Regions from separate parts of the Mus musculus genome. Here region 2 is linked to region 1. The links are chromatin contacts, called in public HiChIP or PLAC-seq maps. All regions are on one chromosome and are shown on one strand. Each heading gives the region's core, a stretch centred on a gene start, on an enhancer-like site or on the middle of the called end of the contact. The rest is flanking DNA. Distances are from core to core; before and after follow the strand shown. Region 1 holds the start of Ccsap (centriole, cilia and spindle associated protein). Region 2 holds the start of Acta1 (actin, alpha 1, skeletal muscle).

What was found. HiChIP or PLAC-seq counts read pairs in DNA pulled down with a chosen protein or histone mark.
Region 2: a contact with region 1 is called in an H3K4me3 HiChIP or PLAC-seq map of embryonic stem cells, with 82 read pairs. The contact joins the promoter of Acta1 here to the promoter of Ccsap in region 1. A contact is called at or near these places in 13 of 39 promoter capture datasets (3T3-L1-derived adipocytes, the C10 cell line, the HPC-7 cell line and 7 more), 1 of 15 datasets of contacts at CTCF or cohesin (the NIH/3T3 cell line), 30 of 484 Hi-C or Micro-C datasets (the 3T3-L1 cell line, 3T3-L1-derived adipocytes, the C2C12 cell line and 17 more), 14 of 115 datasets of contacts at active chromatin or transcription factors (the 230-238 cell line, the NIH/3T3 cell line, bone marrow-derived macrophages and 8 more) and 4 of 9 other capture datasets (adipose tissue, liver, macrophages and 1 more).

The regions. Positions count from the first base shown.
Region 1 is chr8:123,857,462-123,862,153 of GRCm38.p6, reverse strand. Ccsap (centriole, cilia and spindle associated protein) reads left to right here and starts at 2,686. Exons shown (of 3, transcript NM_001379289.1): 1 at 2,686-3,059. The coding sequence starts at 2,744. It overlaps Gm9901 (a long non-coding RNA gene), which reads right to left and starts at 2,699. Exons shown (of 2, transcript XR_388182.4): 1 at 2,520-2,699; 2 at 1,656-2,284.
Region 2 is chr8:123,892,665-123,897,356 of GRCm38.p6, reverse strand. It overlaps Acta1 (actin, alpha 1, skeletal muscle), which reads left to right and starts at 2,582. Exons shown (of 7, transcript NM_009606.3): 1 at 2,582-2,665; 2 at 3,648-3,788; 3 at 3,887-4,211; 4 at 4,363-4,524; 5 at 4,622-4,692. The coding sequence starts at 3,660. It overlaps Gm29773 (a long non-coding RNA gene), which reads right to left and starts at 2,581. Exons shown (of 3, transcript XR_879336.3): 1 at 991-2,581; 2 at 761-860. It overlaps Nup133 (nucleoporin 133), which reads left to right. Exons shown (of 26, transcript NM_172288.2): 26 at 1-234.

The sequences.
Region 1 (4,692 bases), core at 1,437-3,936:
ATAATGAAAATCATACTTCTGTTGTTGTTAACTTTGAGATAGGGTCTTACTAGGTTTGCCAAGCTGGTTCAAGTCAGACAGCCCCTCCCAAGGGCTGAGAGAAATACAACTCAAGATGGAAACCGGACACGAGCGAGGTTAGGAATGACTATTCTGATTTTATTTATATAAAGTTTGATACTGAGCCTTAGAGCCCTCTTGAGAGTGCACGCATATTTGTCTTACACTGTAACCTTCAGTCACTGCTTCTGCAGTGGCAGGCTGTGACCCTGCTCAGGGTGACAATCTGAATCAGCGGCGGATGGGACTTGTTCCTCCCTTGAATCATGGTAAGCAAGTGCTCTACCATGAGACTGCATGCCTAGTTTCCTTCCTTCCTTCCTTCCTTCCTTCCTTCCTTCCTTCCTTCCTCTCTCTTTCTCCTTCCTTCCTTTCTCTCTCTCTCTTTCTCTCTCCTTCCTTCCTTCCTCCCTCCCTCCCCTTCCTTCCTTCCTCTCTCTCTCCTTCCTTCCTTCCTCTCTCTTCCTTCCTTCCTCTCTCTCCTTCCTTTCTCTCTCTCTCTCCTTCCTTCCTTCCTTCCTCTCTCTCCTTCTTTCCTTCCTCCCTCTCTCTCCTTCCTTCCTTCCTTCCTTCCTTCCTTCCTTCCTTCCTTCCTCTCTCTCTCTCCTTCCTTCCTTCCTTCCTTCCTTCCTTCCTTCCTTCCTTCCTTCCTTCCTTCCTTTCTCTCTCTCTCTCTTTCTCTCTCCTTCCTTCCTTCCTTCCTTCCTTCCTTTTTTTTAGGCAAGGCTTCAGTATGGCCCTCAGGCTGGCTCAGATCTAGAGAGCTGTGTTATGGGCAGGTACCATGTATAACCCCACCCACTGAATTTTACAGTCAGACAGCAAAGGCTGAACTGCTCTAACCTTAGCCCTGATTTCTCAGGTCACAGTACATCAAGATTCCTTCCACACTATTCAGAATCTCGTTACCTGGCTCTTGAGACAAGGCCTTATGCAGCCTCAGAGACTGCAGAAGTACTAGGATTACTGGTGTGCCTCCATGTCTAGTCTCTAAATGTTTATAAACTTTTGATTGCTAAAGCCAAAGATCAACCTGGCCAGCTTCAATAGAAGGGAACGCAGTGAGGAGGTCCCGAGGTTTGTTGACGGGGAGGGGAAGGGGCCTGGCCTCTGTGGGAATCTCAGCAGCGGCTGTGGTCATTTCTGTCTCCTCCAGAAACAGTACCATCAGACTAATCAGTTCAGGTTCTCAGAGCAGCCACCTAGGCTGTGAACACCCTTCAGCCTTAGCGTCCTATGTTCAGAACGGGTCCAGGCAGGTGTAGACACATGGGAATAGTTCAACTGAACTGCAGAAATCCCAAAGTGATCTGCTTCCTGGAAACATCCCGCTGGGACCTACTTTTTTTTCTTCCTTCCTTCCTTCCTTCCTTCCTTCCTTCCTTCCTCCTTCCTTCCTTCTTTTTCTTTCTTTCTTTTTTTTTTTAGTGTGATCCTTCCTGGATGCCTGTCCTTTCAAATCTTTCTGCAGCGATTGCATCAATGCTTCCTTTTACAAAAGCCATCTGTAGAGCAGGATTGCAACAGTAACAACCCTGCGACCCTGTCCATTAGAGCCCAAGCCAAACATTTGCACCAGGTCCTTGAGCAGGCCCTAGGCTTTATTTTATTTTATTTATTTATTTTTACAAAAGTTGGCCTCTAGTAAGTTATAAAAGGCAAGGGCAGGTGAGGCGGCTCATACCTGCTAATTCCAGCACTTGTGAGGTTGGCGGAGAAGGATCAGGAGTTCAAGACCAGCTTGGGCTCTGGAATGAGTTCTAGACCAGCCTTGGTAACATGAGATTTGTCTCAAAAAGGGGGCAGAGGAGGGAAATGTATTAAAATAGCAACATCAACAACATCATTAACAACAACAATAAAAAAATCACTAAGGCCTGAGAACCCGGGCGTTGTGAAAAGAGGAAGGAATCGGGACACAGGATTTGGTCCTCGGCTAGGTGTTGGTTGCTCAGGTTGCATCTAGAGCTGAAGCCTCCTCGCGAGGCCCCCAGTAGCGAGTGGGCGAACGAGCTGGGGGTTCACAGCAGCGCCCCAGGCGCGGGCGCAGGAGCGGGCGGGGGCCCGGCGGGCGCGCGGGGAGGTGCAGGCTTCAGGCTAGGGCGGCGCCTTCGTCTCCGGCTGCTGTAGGACCGCGGAGCCACCGCTCCATCGGCGACATCTTGGTGGAGGACGCGCAAGGAGAAACGCTGTTCGCGCTATAGCTGCTGCGCCACGATCTCAGCTGACCTCCGGAGAGCGGAGGATAGAACAGGCAGGAGGTAAGGACGCTGCTCCTAGAGTCCCCGACTCCTCGCCCAGGAGGGTGTCTGGGGACCTAAGATCCCCTGTCCCGTCACCTTGAGTCCGGTGGTCTCCACCTCTACCGAGTGGAGCAGACCCCTGGTGACCACCTATCATTCCATCTAGATAGGTCGCGTCGCCTGGAATCCCTCCTGAAACCCCGCCCCCGCTATTACCTGAACTAGGGGCCTTCCCAGCCCGGAACTCCGCCCCCGCTAGGAACGCCCTCTCCCAGAAACACCCGTCACAGACCCGCCCCCTCTCCGCCCCTCCTTGCCCCAGCCTCCGCCCTCCAGTCCGGGCGGGGCTCCGGGTTTGAACCGCGCGGCGGGCCGCGCCTCTGAGTCCGTCGCACCCGTAGGCGGCAGCGCGGAGCAGGCAGTCGGCGGCGCGCGGCACCATGTCCCCGGGCAGCGGGGTGAAGAGCGAGTATATGAAGCGCTATCGGGAGCCGCGCTGGGACGAATACGCGCCGTGCTACCGCGAGCTGCTGCGCTACCGCCTGGGCCGCCGGCTGCTGGAGCAAGCGCACGCGCCCTGGCTCTGGGACGCCTGGGGCCCGGACAGCCCCTCGGACAGCTCGGCTTCACCCAGTCCGGCCCCCAGGGGCGCGTTAGGGGAGCCCTCGGCGCCCTCCGCGCGGGAGGAGGAGCAGCCGGTGGGGGAGCGCGGCGCGGAGCTGCGGGACGCGGAGGAGCAGGACACAGTGTTACCAGGTACGGGCACAGCGCGTTGCTCCGTTCTCAGCGCTTCCTGTTTTGGTTTAATTGGGGTTGACAGAATCCGCTTGCTGAACTAAGCGGGGAAGGTGCGGGCCGCATTTCCACCTTCCCACCCCAGGTTTCCCTAATTTGGTGACTCTTGGCGGAGCCCTTTATGACCTCCAACTCATATGACCCTGGTTGGGGTCCTTGGTCGCAGGCAGTGGCCCGCTCAGTGAGCCCTCGATCCACCAGATGGCGGATCTGTTTGTTTCTGCGCATCCTGTTTGGCGAGAGGAGCTTTTCATTCCAAAGATGACCGACTGAAGTTAAGAACGCCCGAGCTGTCATAATGGGGTCATGGTTGTCAGTGTGAACGCCTTGAAGGCCTGGTCTCGCTGTCTCTGAAGAATGGTATGCGTTTGTTTGTGGACGAACCCCTCTTTGTATACGCTGTGAGCCACTTTCCCGCCGTTGCGGAGTGGGGCTGTCAGCAGAGAGCCCTGGGGTTTGCCTGGACTCAGGGCAGTACTTCAGTACAACTGTAGATCACTATGGTTGCCAGCCACCTCTCTGAACTCTTCTGAGAGTCCAGTGGTGAAAAAGTTATTTCTCAGTGACTGGTCTAGGAATATGTATTTTCTCATTCGACCTTCAAAGTCATATGATGGGCCCTTTGTTTTTAATCTCAGTTTTGTAAACAAAGCCATGGGAGCTTGGGATCCATGGTCGGAGTCTGAAAGGGTCGGATTTCCCTGCTCTTGGTTACTATGTTTGCCTATTCTCAGTTCTTGCATGGCTGGGCCGCCTTGTGTCATCTGGTCGCTTATGACGACCATTCTGATGCTTCAGTGATGTGGTTAGAAATTAGGGAAAGTGGCAGAAGGTGGTGGGGGCGGTGAGCATGTCTCCCAGGTATTAATATGAAAACTGAGCCCTTGCTAACTGTGAGGTTTTTTTTTATTGGGACGAGCAAACCTGCTTTTCCTTTCCCACTGTGGTTTGAAGAGGTTACCTGCTATCTATCTGTGTGTTCCATATGAAAACCTGACAGCACTTTAGTGGGCTTCGTGCCGAGTTCATGATTATTTGGGTTTCCATGGAGATACAGAGCCCTCCCCAAAGATTTGCAAAATTCCTGCTAAAATTTTTGGTGTGTAGGCATTAGGGAAAATAGATGTGTCCCGCTTTCGGGATTCTCCATCCGCAGCTCTTTTGCTGGCTCCTGCGGGCCAGTGTCAATGTGAGAAATGTTCCTGACAGATGCATTATAATGCTAGACTGGTGAGCCACTGATTCACATTGCTCTAAAATACATTTGCCTTATTTTCACTGAAAGGGTTTTTGTTTGTTTGTTTTGTTTTGTTTTTCAAGTCTTTGTTTTTCAGAGTTTCTCTGTGTAGATGTGACAGTTCTGGAACTCACTGTGTACACTAGGCTGGCCCTGAACTGGTCCACCTGCCATTGCCTCTTGAGGGCTGAGATTCAGTGTGTGCCACCACTGCCCAGGTGCAAGGACTTTCACATGAGGAATCTTGTGTCTCCATGAAACGAATGACATGGTGCTCCCCCTCCCCCCAGCAGCTGTCTACTTGTTAGGTAACCTGCTTCCCGCTCCTCTGCTTTTTCCATTTTCCTTTTTGGGGTA
Region 2 (4,692 bases), core at 1,333-3,832, 35 kb before region 1:
CTGACATTGAGCTCATATCCAAAATAAACACAAGTAACTGGTGGACCTGGAAGCTGGGCTTCTGTTTTGAAATGAGCTTCAGTCGACCACCTTTTGTATTGTGTGGGCAATGGTGAGTACTTAGCACACCTTTGGACTTCTGTTCTCAGAGGAGCTCCAGTTTTCCTTCTCCTGCTGGGATGGCAGGTCCTTGCATGCATCTGCATTGCCTTAATAAAAACGAGGTTTTCTTTTTGTCTGCTTTTCACTTGTAAGAACCAGCTCCTTACGCTCGGCCGCCCAGCCCGAATTCAGTCCCCAGTGTGAGTGGAGAGGGGACCAGCTCCCTCTCCTGTCCTGTCCTGTCCTGTGACACGCGTGCCTTCCCTGTCAGGCTCTGAGGTTCCAGAACTGCTGCTGCAAGAGTTGAAAGGGTAGAGCCGACCTGTGCTGCTGCTCACTAGGGAAAGACAGACTGATGCTAATACAAGCCTAGGCTGCAACAGGACTGAGGGATTGCCGTGCTGCCTGTTAGTTGTCCTGTTTGCTTCTGGTAGATACCGCAAGGACTTACAGGATGTGAGGGGTAAAGGGGCAAAGGGGGGGGGGGGGAGATTAAGAAGAGGTGTGGGTGTGTCGCATGGTGGCGTAAGTGCCCTGCACACAAGCATTTAAGGGCCCAGCAAGAAGACAGCCGGCGAGAACCTAGCCGGGATTCCAGAGAAAAACTGTCAGGAAAGGAAAGGGTGCAGCTGAACCTAGAGTTTACCTGCCTACTCACCTGCCTGCTGCTGCGCCAGGTGTGGGGCCGCAGGTTTCCTGTAGTTCGCAAACCACTGCGTTCAAGGTCCACTTTATGCTGTCACGCAAAGCTGAGAAATCTGCATAGTGGGATAAGCAAGAGCTTTCGAGAGTCTGGGGCGGTATGTACAGCCCGGCCCGATGAGGTCCAGTCACCTGGACAATTCTCCCTACATCCATGCCCCAAATGTAAGCACCCCCAAAGCTGACCATAGTCTGCATTTGCTGCTTGCTTCTTTTTAACAGTTCCAGGTCCTGGCCCAGGGCACAGGCAAAGCCACAGAGCTGATGCCCGTTAGGCAGTGCAGCTCAGGTTTAGGAAGAGCTGTGTGGGATCCTGAAATCGCTTCATGGAGCCTCTGCTCTCAGAGGCTCTGCACCTGTCCCAGCTGCTAAGTTCCACTCCAAATGGGAACAGCTATTTTGGGAGCGCTTAAGCCATCAGAAAAGTGAATGGCTCCATGGTGGCTTGGCTCTGATGCACACCCCTCAAAGCATGTCGCCTGTTTGGTCACAGAACACTTTTCCTTTGGGCTTTCTTATCCCTCTCCCTGCCCAAATTGAGACAGGCGCCAAGAGATGACCTCTACTCACCCCCATCCCAGCTTCCATAAGTTGCTCCTTCTAGAAACCCAAAAGCAGATTCCCATCTATCAGCGGTATAAATAGAACCCACACAAGCCTGGCAGGTGGTGGCCCCAAGGTGCATGGGAAGCAGCCGGGCTGACGGGCATCATCCTCTAAATATAAAGATGAGTCTGCCTGGGAGGGGCCGCTCCTGGGCACCAGTGTAAGGTCTTAGTGCTCCTTAGAAGGTATATCTTCATCAGCACCTCTCTCTGCCTCAGCCCCCTCTAGGTCCCAACAGTTCCAGGTATGATCCTTCTTTCAGACCCAGGGGAGGGAAGCTTAGTGCCACCAAAGAAGGGGTAGCATTTGCTCAGCCTAGCCAACTCGATGACGGTCAATCCCGAGTTTGGGATTTACACACACACACACACACACACACACACACACACACACACACACACTGACCCTTCCATTCCTTTCAAGAGTACACTGCAGAATGCAGGGACAGCTCTAATGCCCTGGCCTCCCATTCTGTGTGCCAGGGCCACATAGTCCCCATGCCTCCTCTCACTACCTCCTCCCCCTCTTCCACCAGTTGTCTGCCCAGTGACAGCTGCATATCCTACACTGACTGACAGCCTTGTGGGGGTGAATGGGGGTGATGTGTGTCAGATCTCTGGATTGGGGGAGCTTCAAAGTGGGAAAGAAAATGGAGTTCAAATGTGGGGCTTATTTTCCATCCCTACCTGGAGCCCATGACTCCTCCCGGCTCACCTGACCACAGGGCTACCTCCCCTGAGCTTAAGCATCAAGGCTTAGTAGTCTGAGTTAAGAACCCATAAATGGGGTGCATTGTGGCAGGTCAGCAATCGTGTGTCCAGGTGGGCAGAACTGGGGAGACCTTTCAAACAGGTAAATCTTGGGAAGTACAGACCAGCAGTCTGCAAAGCAGTGACCTTTGGCCCAGCACAGCCCTTCCGTGAGCCTTGGAGCCAGTTGGGAGGGGCAGACAGCTGGGGATACTCTCCATATACGGCCTGGTCCGGTCCTAGCTACCTGGGCCAGGGCCAGTCCTCTCCTTCTTTGGTCAGTGCAGGAGACCCGGGCGGGGACCCAGGCTGAGAACCAGCCGAAGGAAGGGACTCTAGTGCCCGACACCCAAATATGGCTTGGGAAGGGCAGCAACATTCCTTCGGGGCGGTGTGGGGAGAGCTCCCGGGACTATATAAAAACCTGTGCAAGGGGACAGGCGGTCACACGGACGTGAAGCCTCACTTCCTACCCTCGGCACCCAGGGCCAGAGTCAGAGCAGCAGGTAGGGTGGAGGTGGGGAGGGTGACCTGGAGACCCAGCAAAGAAAGCTATTGAGCCTTGGGCTTGTATTTAGCACTGAGTTCTGGAAATTTCTCCAAACTCACATCCAGCCCATTTGGGCTGCTGACTGGGCATTTAGGATATGCCTGGGGGTCTGACATCTATCCATTACCACCCGCAGACTCCTCCCTCCCCTCTTACTGGGGACTAAATCCAAGTCCTGCAAGTGAACAAGCCGGTGCTCTCCTACTGAGCCACACGCCAGCCTCTGGTTGGTTGAGATTTCTTTCCGGCTTTTCATTCCCCTTTCCCCTCTTTCTCTGCTGGGATCAAATCTGGGCTCTTGTGATGCAAGAGGTTGGCTGGATCTCCCACTGAGCTACACCCCAGCTCCTGGGAGACTGATTTGAAGATGAGCTTGGAGAGAGTCAAGCCTGGCCTTAGCCTTGGGGCGACTCCCTTTGAGATCAAGGCTTTTCTAAAGGGCAGCAACCCTGGCTACTCTTCTCTGAAATGGGAGACAGGTGGAAGGGTTTCTTCTGAGTTTGGGATGCTGTGAGTGTTCAACAGCTTTTCCATAGTTGTGACAATATCGCCCTTCCCCGGGCAGAATCCTCGACCCTCTCACAGGACAGGCAGGTGGTGGGCAGCGTGCCTTAATACCTCCTTCACAGATGAGATTGTGAGCAGAGAGGATAGGACTAGTGCTAGCTGTGGTGTGTGTGGTGGCCTACAATGAATGTAGAGGGTCTCAGGATATCCCCTGCATGCCTAGTTGGAGGACTTAGTGTGATCCACAGACAGCTCCCCCATAGCGAAAGCACAGCCTTAAGCTGGAAGAGCATCCTCTGACCCCCGTGCAAGGAAGGGGAAGGGGGAAAGGAGTTTTTGGATCTCCAAAGTGAAGATGGGTTAAGCGGAGCCTCACCCTAACCCCCCCCCCCCATCACATATACACAGCACTCAACACCTTGTCTTTGCAGAAACTAGACACCATGTGCGACGAAGACGAGACCACCGCTCTTGTGTGTGACAACGGCTCTGGCCTGGTGAAAGCTGGCTTTGCCGGGGATGATGCCCCCAGGGCTGTGTTCCCATCCATCGTGGGCCGACCCCGTCACCAGGTCAGGCTGCTGGCAGGGAAAGATAGGCTCTCTGAATCCAGCCAATGTTCTCCTCACCCCTGGCTGTAGTAACAAGTGTCTGATGTCTCTATCTGCAGGGTGTCATGGTAGGTATGGGTCAGAAGGACTCCTACGTGGGTGATGAGGCCCAGAGCAAGCGAGGTATCCTGACCCTGAAGTACCCCATTGAACATGGCATCATCACCAACTGGGACGACATGGAGAAGATCTGGCACCACACCTTCTACAATGAGCTGCGTGTGGCCCCTGAGGAGCACCCGACTCTGCTCACCGAGGCCCCCCTGAACCCCAAAGCTAACCGGGAGAAGATGACTCAAATCATGTTTGAGACCTTCAACGTGCCTGCCATGTATGTGGCTATCCAGGCGGTGCTGTCCCTCTATGCTTCCGGCCGTACCACCGGTAAGCGCTCACACATGGCCCACACATGGCCCACGCTGGCCCTGGTAGGATTGCTCCAACATTCCAGCCCCGCTTTTTAATCCTCTGCAGTATCCCGACCTGCGCCGCCTGCTGGTCCCCTCCACTCACATACTGCCTCTCCCCTGCACAGGCATCGTGTTGGATTCTGGGGACGGTGTCACCCACAACGTGCCCATCTATGAGGGCTATGCCCTGCCACACGCCATCATGCGTCTGGACCTGGCCGGTCGCGACCTCACTGACTACCTGATGAAAATCCTCACTGAGCGTGGCTATTCCTTCGTGACCACAGGTGCGTGCTTCCAATGCCCGCTGAGGGAGGGCGGGCAGAGGGTGAGCACACGCCCCAGGCCTTGCCCTGAGGCCCCCCACTGCTTTTGCTCCTGCAGCTGAACGTGAGATTGTGCGCGACATCAAAGAGAAGCTGTGCTATGTGGCCCTGGACTTCGAGAATGAGATG